Regions from separate parts of the Mus musculus genome. Here region 2 is linked to region 1. Evidence: chromatin contacts called from public promoter capture Hi-C data. All regions are on one chromosome and are shown on one strand. The core of a region is the stretch at or near the end of the contact, and the rest is flanking DNA. Distances in the headings are between cores, read along the strand shown. Region 1 holds the start of Crybg1 (crystallin beta-gamma domain containing 1). Region 2 holds the start of Atg5 (autophagy related 5).

Evidence for each region. Promoter capture Hi-C pulls out the DNA fragments that hold promoters and counts their contacts.
Region 2: a contact with region 1 is called in a promoter capture Hi-C map of embryonic stem cells, with 5 times the contacts expected there. The contact joins the promoter of Atg5 here to the promoter of Crybg1 in region 1. A contact is called at or near these places in 3 of 39 promoter capture datasets (embryonic stem cells, liver and stem cell-derived epiblast-like cells), 1 of 115 datasets of contacts at active chromatin or transcription factors (embryonic stem cells) and 1 of 9 other capture datasets (adipose tissue).

The regions. Positions count from the first base shown.
Region 1 is chr10:44,144,113-44,150,837 of GRCm38.p6, forward strand. Crybg1 (crystallin beta-gamma domain containing 1) reads right to left here and starts at 4,716. Exons shown (of 22, transcript NM_001368305.1): 1 at 4,481-4,716. The coding sequence starts at 4,647.
Region 2 is chr10:44,266,622-44,274,127 of GRCm38.p6, forward strand. Atg5 (autophagy related 5) reads left to right here and starts at 1,718. Exons shown (of 8, transcript NM_053069.6): 1 at 1,718-1,963. It overlaps Gm40637 (a long non-coding RNA gene), which reads right to left and starts at 1,581. Exons shown (of 2, transcript XR_871625.2): 1 at 1,492-1,581; 2 at 1,121-1,340.

The DNA.
Region 1 (6,725 bases), core at 3,466-5,965:
ATCTCTGCTGCTCAGTGTCTGCTTCTCTCTCTTGGGATAGCCAACCTGCTGTAACTGGGCTGGGCTGGAGGGAGGGAAGGTTGGCTGCGTTGGGTGGGTGCAATGTAGGGCCTTGGTCAGCTATGGGTGTGCGGGTACAGAACACATACTCCTGGGAGCAGCTTTGGAGAACTGGTTCAGTATATTGGGGGGGGGTGAGGAGAGGGTGGTATTTATGCCACTGGGGAGGTAGCCAGGGTCTCTGGGGCAATGTTAGTGTGGCTGTGTACAATTGTCCGGGGGTGTTGGAAGATACTTCATCTACTTACTCAGGGGAGAGGGGATCCAAAGGGAAAAACCTTATAAAGTCAGACAAGGAGTGAAGAGTGAAAGCTGTCAGGGCAGTAAATTCTTACTAGGGTTGATAGTGGGCAGCCTACTTTCTGGCACCAGGTTGGGAGAGGGGAGAGAGCCAACACCTGGCATCTCCTGGCATCTTCATCTGAGGCTGAAGCTTTCCTCGACACCCTGCCCTGACACTCCCCTCCCCCCAATTTCCGTCCTCTGCTTATCAAGGGCCATTATGGTCCTGTTAGATTTCTATGAGTTCCGGGGTAGCCTGGTCTACATATCAAGTCCCAGACCAGTCACAGTTACATAGGTAAGACCCTGCCCAGAAAGAAAAACAAACAAACAAACACATATTTACAGGACTTCAAAGACTGTTGGAGATAGTTAATGTCTTCTAGGATCCTGAAGTTCTTTACTTTAACTTAAAAGTACTAGTGTGTGCATTAAATGTATGGGCATTGCTAAAATAACAGCGGCGGCTCTCATCACCATCCCCCTACCCCTGTAACCACCTTTCCCTGCCAAGGTGTGATGGTTTGAATGAAAATGGCCCCCCACAGACTAACAGGAAGCGGTGTTCCTGGAGATGTGGTGGCCTTGTTGGAGGAAGAGTTTCACAGATTTGAGTGTTTCACAGCTTTGAGGGTTTAGAAGTTCAAGCCAGGCCCACTGGCTTTCTCCCTCTCTCTTCCTGCTGCCTGTCCATCCAGATGTAGAACTCTCAACTCCTTCTCCATACACCATGTCAGCCTGTACTCCTCTGTGCTTGCCACCTTGACTACAACGGGACGAACCTCTGAACCTGCAAGCCAGCCCCAATTAAACGTTTTCCTTTGTAAGATCAGCCGTGATCATGGTGTCTCTTCACAGTGATGAAACCCTGACTATGACACGGGGCTTTTCTATCTACACTACCCAGGTCTCCCAGGGAAACAGGGTTATTTCCAGTTTACAGGTAAAGGATGGAGACTGACGGTGATACTGCTGATACTGAGAGCTATAAGAGCGCAGGATGAGCAAGCCAACCAAGTACGGAGCGTCCTCCCATGGTCTGGCATCAGCTCCTGCCTCCAGGTTTCTACCGGATTTCCCTCGGTGATGGTCTATGATATGGAACTAGGCTGAAGTAAACCCTTCCCTCCCCAAGTGGCTTTTGGTCATGGCACTTTATCACAGCAATAGGGACCCTACTAAGACAGGCACTGTCCCTAGGAGTCTCTCTTCTTGTGCCCCAGCCGATGCGAGGTCTGTAGAGTTTTAGAGCATGACAAGACCCATCTACCATCTGAGTTTGGCTGTCTCCAAGAAATGTTACCACTAGCTTCTATATTGTTCGGATTCATTCTGTTTGATATTCACTAAGCTCCAGGACAGCCATGTCAATTCACTGTATCCAGCTTTAAGCTAGCAGCTCTTTCAGGAGGAGGGGGCCAAGGAGAGAGGCAGCACTAGAGATGCAACTTGGGTTTTAGGCATGCGAGCTAAGACCTTTATCGATGAGCCCTAACACCAATTTCTTCTAATTTTATTAGTTTTTTGTTTTATTACACACACACACACACACACACACACACACTCCACACACACTCTCTAAATGTAAAAAAAAAAAAAAAAGGTTCGGGTTTGGTTTAGTTTGTAACAGGGTCTGATTCTGTAACCCTTGCTGACCTGTAACTCTCTCTCTCTGTAGACCAGGCTGGCCTCAGCCACACAGAGATCTGTCTGCCTCTGCCTCCCAAGTTCTGGGATTAAAGACACATGCCACCACACCCAGCTTTAAAAAAAATTTTTTTTTCTTTAAAAGAAAATAAAATGGAAAAGAAAATTTAAAATGTAAAGAAGAGTCAGTGTTTCTAGGCCCTTGGGATACATTCATCTATTTAATTGAACAACCACTTGTTATTTCCTTTTTCTGAGTGAGGATATTATGACACAAAATGGTTAGTAACTTGCCAGGATGACATAACTGAGTGTCACACTTACACAGGAATTCAAACTTAGAGAATCAAGGCCCTGAATAAACTCTTTGCAAAACAGAACATCAATTAATATGGACAAATGTCTGTATTCGCTAAGGTCTGCTTAGGCTACTCTGGCCACAGCTACCACAACCCTCAGGGCACACTGCTGGCCTATGATGAAGGTGATAATGTGTGACACTGGTCATGCTTTGACCCCATTATGCAGTAAGTATTTCTATGAAAATAACACAAGATTAGCATGCTTGCCAAGGTCAAGGTGGAAAGATTTTATGAGTGAATTGCAGGAAGAGAGGCAGCCATATTCAGCCTAGTGTATGGAAAGAAACAACGGGCTTTAAGGATGGTCACTCTAAAGCCGCAGATGTTCATTCACAGGATACAGAAAATCTGGAGCCGTAAGGTATCTTAGCAATGGTCAGCTCTTCTAGCAAAAGAGGCACTTCCCCATCCTACCCTACTTCCCATTTCTCCCTCTATAGCTTTGCTTTTATACGAGTTTTAAACTCATGTTTGAGACAAGTAACATAGTAGTCTCCTTTATCCTGAGACGAGGGAAGATAATTTCAAGACAGCCCACTGGACACCTGAAACTGTGGACGATACCAAACCCTGATAGGGGGGTGGGCAGTAGAGAGGTTTTATTTTGTTTTCTCATACCATCAACTTCCACATCTCAAGCAAACATTGAAAATACCAGAGAGGGAAGAGATTGCTCAGTGGTAAAGGATGTAGAGAACCCACATTCTTTATGCTGAACCTCTGAATCTGGCAGCTTAGAACAGCCTGTAACAGCAGTTCCAAAGGACCTGATGTCCTAGGGTGTCTGTGCAATGCGCACGTGCACACACACACACACACACACAGACAGACACACACACACACCATTAAAAGTAAATACTAAATTTAAAAATAGAGAGAAAATACTAGTGAAAAATACTGTATCTGTATTGTCTATACAACTATTTTTCCTTGACATTATTTCCTAAGTAAGATATTTCACCACCACGTATACAGCACTTATAGCATATTCGGTATTAAGAATGTTCTAGAGATGATGAGGGATGGGGAAGGAAGCTGTGATGGCAACACAGCCTGAATTCCCAGTGCCCGGAAGGCTGTGGAATGAGGGTGAAGGTTCCGTTGGGTCTGGGCTAAACCTGGGACTCTAAGTGATAATGAAAACAACAACAATAAAGTCTGTGCTAGGACCTGGGCGCAGTGGAAGCTGCACTGATCATCTGGCCGTCTGCTTTGAACTTCTAGAACTTCCTCCCAGGTGGAGTGAAATGCTTGTAAAGATGCCCAGACTAGAAAAATATCCCAAGGGCTGGCAAGTACATTTGTTTCCAGAGCTTTTGTTAACACAGAGTTCCTCGGAGTTCTGAAGGACAGAATGAAGTGTTTCCTGATGGCCTAAAACACAGAAAGGTTCGAGAAGGAAAATCTACTTGTCACTTTGGTATCAGTTTGTTTTCTCTTGAATAAAATACCAAGAGTCGTGTGTTATTACATTTTGATAGACAGGAAACTAACCATCAATTCTGATAGGATAACTGAAAGTTACACATGCACAATAAAACCAACACACACACACACACACACACACACACAATCTATGTATAATTTAAAACAGGAGCCAAGTTTTTTTCCTTTTGGTGTTGAGACGTGAACCTTGGGACTGTCACAAGCTGGGCCAGCACCCTGTCACTAAGGTACAGTCGCAATCCTTATATTTTAAGAACGAGGTACTCCCTGGTTTGGCTACTCACTGAGTCTCTGGGGGACATTTACCCCAAGGCCACCTTTTCTCTATCCATTTAATAGAGTCAGCTAGCCCCTCTACTTCCTCCTCCTCTGGATCTGTGAGAATAGTGGAGACTAATATCCATGAACATGAGGTACTTTACGATTAAGGCGCTAAAATTAGAGTATTTCCAGAGCTCCAAGGCATTCCTAAAGGCATTCATTTTTGATTCCAACCCTTGGCTGCCCTGCTTTTCTCAGCTGCAGGTGCAGACTTAAGAAAGTCAAAACTAAGGTCCCATGAATGAGACTCTAGAGTACAGGCTGAGGGTCCTGGACCCTGTGGTATAGTTTCGGGGCGGGACGAACTTTGCAAAACCGGCTGAGCCACGGAGCAGGAGGGGATCGGAACACTCAGCGCTTACCTGGTCTCCCCGAAAGCCCCGGGCGGGTGAGGGATAAACACCCCACAGCTGGACGATGGAGACTGCTTCTTCTTGGAGCGCCAGATATGGAAGGTGGGGTGTTTCTTGGGGGCCTTGGACGGGCTGGCCTCCCTGGGGTCGCCCTGCGATGGTGGCGACAACGGCATCTCCTCTTGTGCCTCTTCTGCGGGCTCAGACTCAGTCCTCCCCGGGGCCCAGCGGTGCTGGAAGAACTCACCTGGGCGCTCGCTTGCCTGCCCTATCACGCTCGGCGCCGGACCCCGCCCCCTTGCCCCTGCGAGGGACAGTGGAGGGTTAAAGGACAGCGACTAAGCAAGGCTGGGAGGCGGGAGCTGGCTGGGTCGCTCCACAGTGCCCCCGCGCGGCCAGGTGCAGAGGTCTCGGGAGCCTCGGGTACCACAATCCCGCCCCTCGCCCCCGGATGCGGCGCAGCGCCGCCCCCTACCGGACATGTCGGGAACTGCCCCCCCCCAACCGGAGCCTGGTCCGGTTTCTGTAATAGCAGGGGTGCAGCTGCAGTGGGTCACCCACTGGAGTTCCTTGGCAGCTCTTGGCAATCCGGCTGGCTGGGTGAGTGGCTGCTTAGCCAACCCCATCTGGAGAAGGATGGGAGAGGCACGTCCCCTGTCCAGGCCGCCCAGCAATTAGGACTCCTTCACTCTGGGTGGTTTGGGCAATCACGTGCTGGGCGGTTTGTGATGCTGTTTGTAAGCACGGGAGTGCCAACTTCTCCACTCTCCTCAAGAGTCTGAAGAATTAGTTTGGATTCGCATCCCGTAAAGCATCAAGGGATTAAAAACCACACGGAGAAGGACATTAGCGAAGCTTTGCAGTTCTGAAAGGGCTCAATATACGCCTCACAGTGAATTGAACGTCAGACCCATAAGGTATGCGTCACATCTTTTACTGCTAGTAACTTTCTTTACTTAAGCAGCACTAATATGCAAAGGCAGTGGTATTAAGCGAAGGAAGTTCAGTAACAATCCTTTGGACATCATTAACATACGAAGAGGCTTAAGACCACTGCTCTAAAACGGAATGCCACCACGCTGCAAAGCCTTCTTCTTCGCTTCTTTGCAGATGCAGCTCATGATTTCAATCCTTCACTTACTCATCCAGAGAACATGCATTATTATTCCATTATTTTCTTTACGTTTGTTACAAGATATAGACTACATTGTGGTTAAAGCATACAAATCATGGTGGGCCCAGGAACACATGCCTGTTATTCCAGCACTTGAGAGGCAGAGGCAGACAGATCTCTGTAAGTTTCAGGCCACCCTGGTGGTCTACAGAGTGAGTTCCTGGACAGCCAGAGCTACACAGAGAAACCTTGTCTCAATAAACCAAAACCAAAACAAACCAAAAAACATAACAAAAATGAAACAAAACAACAACAAAAGGAAAGAAAATACCTCCACTCGGTATTAGTGTGTGAAAATTATTTATATTCTTGCTTCTGGCCATTAAAAAATGTGTACTCCTATTGCATGGTATGACTATCCCATAGTCAACTGTGGGTGGACATATAGATTGTTTTCATGTTGGAGTTATTATAAGTAAAGCTGGTGTGGTCCTCAGACATAAGCATTCATTTCTATTGGAGACACACACAGGGGTTCAAACTCAGTAAGAGGATGTGCATATATGCTCAGCACTGGTGAATCCTGCAGGGACAAGGTAACAAATGGTTTTGTAGCATTTTCATGTTTCTTCAAAAGTGTTTAAAAAATTCCAAATTTTAAAAGATCTGTACACACACACACATACACACACACATATATATTATGTTTGTGTATTTATGTGTGTGCGTTTGTTCTATCTGCATGTACACCTGCATGAAGGAAGAGGGACTCAAATCCCATTACAGATGGTTGTGAGCCACCATGTGGTTGCTGGGAATTGAACCCAGGACCTCTGGAAGAGCAGTGGACTGCTCTTAACCGCTGAGCCATCTTGCCATTATCCAGTCCCCAAATTCCAGTTTTTAAATCTATTTTACACCTAATTTGAATCTGAGTCCTTTAGCTGCTTGCTAACTACAAGGAAAATGTTGGCTTTCCAGGTTCCACCTCAGAGAAAAGGAATCCATGTGGTTAAAATTTGGCAGGCTGGAAAGATGGCTCAGTGGTTAAGAGAACTGGCTGCTTTTCCAGAGGGCTTGATCGAAATCCCCATTAATGACATGGTGGCTCAAAAAAAAAAAAATTGGTGAACAGAGAAG
Region 2 (7,506 bases), core at 468-2,967, 120 kb after region 1:
GGGGGTGAGGGTGGGGAATGGGAGCAAGGGGGCAAGACCTAAGAGAGAGGCAAGAGAGTAGGAGGGTAAGAGAGAGGAGGGGTCAAGCAATCCCTTTTATACTGGGCCAAGCCTATCTAGCTGTTGCCAGGTAACTGTGAGGAGGAGCATACCTGGCTGCTGGCAGGAACTGTGGGGGTGGAGTTTAGACAGAATTCCAACACACTCCACCTACTCAAAGCAGAAATCTCTACTATATTAAACTCAGTAATCAGTTACTAGCTGAAATCATACCTGGTCTAAGCACTGAAAATAAATGACTATTGTATGCTCAGCCATAAAAGGGACACCATCTCCTCCAAGGCTCAAGGAACCTCACAAAAGAAAGGTGTCAAACTCATGGGACAAGAGCAAGATCACTACAACAAAGTTTGAGGCAAATTTGGAGCAAGTTTTATTAAGTACTGGCCAGGACGTGGACACTGGTACAAGGTCCACACCCAGGATAACCAGAGAATGGCACCAAATTACATTAGGTGGAGCCTTATGAAGGCCAACCCAGCTTCTCCTCAACAGAAGTCTGACAAGACCCTCTTGGGTTTCTTCAGGTAACACTGCCTTTATTTAGATTCATGGCTCTAGCCAGGCTCTGCCGCTGCTGACAGAGCAAAGTGTCGTGGCAGAAATTCCAGTAGAGAAATTGAAGCAGAAGGATGGTAAATTCAAGGTCAGATCGGAGGATGGGGGTTAAAGAGTATCCATGATTATACATAGAGTTTGAGGTCAGTCAGCGTTGCACGAGAGCTTGTCTCAAACCCAAAAAAGGAGGAAGAAAGGAAAGAAAAAAAAAGGCTGGAGAAATACCTACAGATCAGTGTAGTTAAGAGTTAATTGTGCTCACTGATCTCGCAAAAGACTAAAATCATTTCCAGTGCCTGCACTGGGTGCCTCACAACTGCCTGTAACTGCAGCTCCCGGGGCTCCATTTACCATCTCTTAGGATCTAGTTGGACACCTCATCCTCTCCGGGTGGGGGAAGGAAAGAGAAGAGTAAGAGGGGAGAAGAGAAGGAGGAAGAGAAGGTGGAGGAGGACGAGGAGGAGGGTGTTAAAATGTTTGGTGAGTGAAGACCCAGATCAAGTACTCTTTACGTTTTGTTTTATTTTCAAAGCAATAAGAGTAGGAAAGGTACTCTTAGAGGTGAGGGAGGTTTTGGTACTTTTACCAACTGGGGTTAAATACAGCCACTAATGCCTACTGTGGTCCTACAGGAGTGGGGAGGTTCTACCGAGCAAATGAATGTGGTTTACCTTGAAAGCCGGGTGTGGTGGCTCACGTCTGCAGTTCTAGCACTTGGGAGACTGAGGAACACGAGATACCTAGTTAAGTCCCAGACTTGCAGCTTGATACCCCTGTCCTGACTCTAACCCAACTAAATTAAACCATCCCAACCACCCTTAAAAGTAAGGTTTTTACAATACTGTTTTGTGAGGAAGAGAAAAATGCTGCTACCACGGCAGCCGATGTCTCAGGATCCTTTATTTCTCTGTTCTTCCACAACTGTCACACTGACAACCGGGAACACCAACGACTGCGTTCTGTCCATCCAAGAAGAAAACCGGCAAACTCGTTCCGAGTTCAGGCGCTCCCTGTGTGTCTGCGCACGCTCAGGAGCAACTCAGGTCTTGCCAGGTTGGGCCGCGCTCGGAGGGCGGAGCGCTTGCCACGTGGTCTTGGTGACGTCATCTCCGGGCGCCGAGGGTGACTGGACCTACGGTGGGCGCCCGGCGCTGCGGTTCACTCTGGTTCCGAGGGCGGAAGTGCCCGTCGGGCTGTTTTCTGACCCGGGCGGCAGCACTGTGCGGCTGCGCGCGCACTGGGACTTCTGCTCCTGCGCCTCTGCAGGACAGTGTGATCCCGGCAGACAGAACCCGACCGAGCGGCTTTCGCGCTGCGGGAAGCCGGAGCAGAGCCGGCACCTCGGGTAGGGCTCATGTGTGTCCCGGGCGTGGAAGTGTGGGGCGGGAGTGGGACCGGGCAGGGGCAGGGGCTGCGGGCGAGCGGCCCGTGTAAAGAGCGCACCCGGAGGGATGGCGGGGGAGGCGGTGCCGCTGGGCGGAGGTGGGGTTGGCGAGACACCGGCCCGGGAGCCCTTGGGCAGTCTAGCTGTCCCTTTGGGTAGTTAGTATGTCAGTTCCTTACTAAGGTAGGAAATGTAGCATCGAGTCTGGAGCTCAAGTTAAGGACTTGCATTTTATTTAAATCGTAATTGTTTCGGTGCTTTTTGATTCTATCTAAACGCAGACTGTTTCTCTTCGATGCAGTTCTTTGAGTCTCAGTTTAATTTTAGTACTTAATACTAACAAATGCATTTTTCTGTTAGTAGAACACTTTCGTTTATTTAGTTACTTTGTTGAAATTGCTCTCAAAGAATATAAACTTGAGGAACCTAAGAATCTGGGTGGCATGTAGGTTTTTCTCCCAAAGCATGTAGCATTGTTTTCACTGAGAAAGCATAGCAAGTCTTCACTAGTCAGAACCCCAGGAGCAGTTGACTATCTAAAGCCTTCTAGAATTCACCTGATAAGTATCTTGGGTCCTTGATACCGAGTATTTGAGTCAGATGCAAATATTCTGACTTCATTAAAATTATTGTTTGAATTGAAATTTGAGAACAAGAACATTGGCTTTATGGTAGTTGTCTTGGCAGGTGAGAATGTTACACTAAGTTTAATTGTACTTTGAGCCCAGTTTTGTGGCCTGTACCTTTAATTCCAGCAGTGGAGGTGGGGTGAAGGCAGGAAAATCAGGAGTTTAAGGCCAGCCTTGGCTATTTAGTGAGTTTGCTGCAATCCTAGAGGGCATGGTACTCTTTGCAACACACAGACAACATCCTCCAAAGCCCAAAAACAACCTAGCATTTTTTGGCCCTGCATTGGATCTTGAGCAGCACAAAACCAAACTATAACCCGAAAACAAAACAAACCCCAACTGTGATTGCCCACGTTTCTAATCCTTGTGCTAGAGAAGCTGAGGAAGGAAGGTTGCTTTGGGTTGGAGGCCAGCCTGTACTACAGAGCAAGACTCTTGTCTCCGAAAAGAACACACAAACACACACACACAGCTTTAATCCCGGTCTGCATAGTGAGTTTTAGACTAATCAGAGTGACACAGTGAGCACCTGTCCCAAGGGGAAAAAAGTATTTTCCAGGTGATAGAAAGTTCTAGAAAAAGGATAAGCCAATGAAATGGAATGGGTAGGGGTGGTGGTGTGCATGGGAGATCTAGTGCTGTTCACAGAAAAGGTATGTGAGTGAGGCTAAGCTACATGGAAAGGCCATTGGAGCATACTAGCCAATTCCAGGGGCAAATAGGAGTGCTTAGAGATGAGACAAGGTCATTGTGGGACTTTGTAAAGACTTATTTTTTTTTTCCATTTTAATCATAAAGTGACCAGGTTTTGCCTGCATATCCATATGCCCATCATATTTATGCCTAGTGCCCATCAAGGAGTCTGCTAGAACTAGAGGTACTGAAGGATGTGAACCACCATGTGGGACTGAGAGTCAAACCCATGTGCTCTGCAAGTGCAGCCGGAATTCTTTACTGCTGAACCATCTATTTTTTACTTTTACTTTTTTTTTTTTTTTGAGACAGGGTCTCATTCTGTGGCCTTGTATCAGGCTGGACTTGAACTCATAGCTATCTGCTTGCCTCTGCCTTCTGAGGGCTGGGATTAAAAGTTCAGATTCCTTCCTTCCACCCTTCCTTTTCTTTCCTCCCCAACTCACTCCTTCGTCTCTTTGTCTCTCTGTCTCTGTACAGGATTTCTTTGTGTATTCCTGACTGTTCTGGAACTTGCTCTATAGACCAGGCTGGCATTGAACTCAGAGATCCACTTGCCTCTGCCTCCCAGAGCTGAGATTAAAAGCCTATACCACCACCACCTGGCTCTACTTTTAACTGTCTCTTTTACTGTTTTTTTTCAAATTGGTTTCTCGAAACAAGGTTTCTCAGTGTAACAGCCCTGGATGTCATGGACCTTGCCTTGTTGACCAGGCTAGCCTTGAACTCACAGAGATTGTCCCAAGCAAGAAGGTAGATACACATAGTATACAAAAGTTATATTTTATTACATAGTATACAAAAGTTATATTTTATTACATAGTATACAAAAGTTATATTTTATTACGCTGAGGGTCATTACACAAGGTTCACATTTAAATTCCTAACTATGGTCCTAAGCCTATCTTCACCAAAGCTGCTCACCTGTTCCACCTATCTTAGCTGAAAGTCAGGTCCAGTCTCTAACAGAAGTTTCTGATTGAACAGTCAGCATCCTTGGGGAGACTCTACAGCCACCAAACAGATCACAGTGGCATCTCTCCAGAATTACAGAGCAGAGCATTGCTCTTGGTCTCTGCTTATATACCATCTTATGGGCATCCTGGGGTTCTAGGACTGTGTCTGGTTATCTTGAGTAAGAGATGTAACTGAGTTCTTGGTGTAATGTCTAAAAGGCTTTTTTTCCTCTCTCTCTCTCTCTCTCTCCCTCCCTCCCTCCCTCCCTCCCTCCCTCCCTTTCTTCCTTTCTTCCTTCCTTCCTTCCTTCCTTCCTTCCTTCCTTCCTTCCTTCCTTCCTTTTTTCCTGTGCTCATTACAGGGATCTACTTGTCTCTGCCTCCCAGGTGCCTGGCTTCTAATTTTTATTTTTAATGAGATAAGTTTGAGTCAGGAGCAAATTGAGCTAAGCTGAGTTTTACACTGATTGCCGTGTTGGCTGCAGAAGTGGTCAGAGTGGCTTGAGTCTGGTGTGGTTGCTGCTAAACTGGAGTAGTCAGGTATGGAAGAATGGTTAGGGATGATTGTAAGATGTATGGGCAGAACAACAGACTAATGGGGTTTCTGCTTCTATAGTGGAGGAGGATGTGGCAGTGGGAGAGAGGAAGACCTGAGGTCAGCATCAGTTGTGCAGGTGTTAAACTTCCAAATGACAGGTCCATTGTGCAGGAAAACACTTGTCAGACAAGTCAGGAGTCCAAGCTGAAGGTGAAAATGGAAGTTGGAGCAAGTATATTTGGTATTTAAAGTTGTTTGAAAGATGCCCTGTGGCCATGTTTCCTTTAGGTGGGAGGGAGGCACACAAAATACAGAGGGAACGTAAAATCCTCTTCTCTTTCTCCCTACCCCAGAGTGGAACCAGTCAGTAAATCCCCTTGCTAAGATTGACTGAAGCAATAGATTTAAGAGGAACTAGAAATAGGGTCATGAGACAAACAGAAAGAAAGGGAAGGAGATTTGGAAACTTTATGGGAAGGTTTGGGTAAGTGACACAGGAAAGTGGGGGAATGGGTGGACTGGAGGAATGTAGAGGTACTAGACATTACCAAAGACCCATATTTGAAGCTATTTGCAAATTTAAGGAGAGACTAGGCACTGTGCATTTCTGGACAGCTTCCCATATACCTTGGGAAGGTTGCCAGCCTACTATGTTTTGGGCCCGGTACTCAAGTTGGTTTGCCTCAGTTGCTAAATTGCCTTCTGTTTAATCTCTTTACCTCCAGGCTTGCCCTCCATGCACAGCTCTGGGAGCCTTGTCCCGTTTCATCTCTCTCAAACCTCATAGGTTCTCTAGGGCGGCTCGAGTTGATATCCTTACTGCTTTGTCCATGAGCTTCCACAGGTTTGACAGTAAGGGAATTGCTTGCATTTCCTAGCATTTGCAGCATGTCTCTTACTGTGCATTCCTTGTAGGTTTTCCCCACTGGAACAACCTTGTGATTTGAGAAGTAATTTAATTCTGTAGGAAAGGAGATTGGGGCTTAGTGAAGTGTCTGGGCAGGGGTCACACATGACACTGAAGCCTTTACAGCATTAACTCTCGACTAATATTCCCAGGCAAAAGTTACAAACATGTTGATGCGTGTTGCTTCTGTGTGCTCACCTTTGGATATATACAGTCCTGAATGTGGCTCATCACTGGTGTTTTCAGCTTTATGGTTGTCACTTTGTGATACAATACCAGGCACAGTTAGGAACTACTTGGGTTTTTTGAGTCTTTTTAAAAATAGGGTCTTGCCATGTAGCCCAGGCTGTTGTCTTACTCATTTGTGTGGTATCTTTAGTATTATCCTACTGCTGCGATAAAAAGCAACTTGGGGAGAACAGGGTTTATTTCCGCTCTGTGCCCTGAAATCACAGTCCATCTTGAAGGGAAGTCAGGGCAGGAACCTGGGGTCAGGAACCTTGGAGGAGAGGCTGTGGAGGAATGGTCCTTTCCTGCTTACTCCATTGCATGCTCAGCAATACTAGGCAGGCACATCTGGGCAGATGTGGCACTGCCTGCCCTTGGGGGAATGGGCCCTTCCACGTCAATTGTTAATCAAGAAAATGCCCTATAGACTTGCCTAAAGGCCAGTCGTACCGAGACATTTTCTAAATTAAGAGTTCTTCTCCAATATGCCTAACTTTGTGCAAGTTGACAAAAAAAAAAAAACAACAAAAAAAACAGGCATAGTAGCCAGGGATGACCCAATACTAGTGATCTTTCTGTCCCAACTTCCAAAGAACTGGAATTAACTGTATATCATTATTTCTGGCAAATAAAGTGATTTGCCCTCCCCTCTCACCCTTTCTCTTCAGTGCTGGGAGTTGAACTTGGGGCTTCATATATGCTAGATAAGCGCTCTATCGCTGAGCTGAACTCTATACTTGGATTTTGGAGTGCTACCTTCAAGCCTGATAGACAGATATGTTAAGATTCTCTTTGTTGTGTCTGGCAGCTGCAGTAGGCTGTGCAAGTTCACAAGGATAAAAAGCCTGCTCTACATTTACCGTGTTGCTCAGCTGTGATATGAGAAGGTTAGACATTAAATACACTTTTAACTTAACGTTATTTTCCTTTTGGGTTTTTGAGATGGGATCTCACGTAGCCCAGGCTGGCCTTGAGCTTGGTAGATAGCCAAAGCCAGCTGTGACTTCTTAGTCCTCCTCTACTTCCTGAGCAATGGGGTTATGGGTATTCAGCACCACACCTTATTCCATTTATATTTTTAATTTAAATTCTTTTCTGAGGGCACATAATACTCACTGTAAGTTGGAGAGTGTGACTTTTTCTTTGACCATTCGTTGCCATCCGTTAGGTACCAAGTGTATTTATTGTTTTATTTACTTATTTATTGTGTGGTTGTGTAGTGTGTGTGTTTGCATACATGTGAGTGTGTAGGGGTTAGAGGTAGCTCTAGGGGTTGTTGACGTGCTCTCCCCGAGGTTCCTCTATCCTGATGCTGCCACTCCTGACTGGGCATCCCCAAAGTTACTATTTTAGAATTCTTTGAACCCTACAGATCCAGTAGTATATAACTCCTCTCCTCCTTATAGAAGCTTCTGTAGAGCCAGAGGAAGTAGACTTGTTGGACAGGACAGAACCTTTACATATGATCTTACCGTTTGCAGTGACCACATGGGCAAGACCTATACAGAGCAAGCCAGCCCACATCCAGGATGGGAGGGGAGGGGCTCATGCAG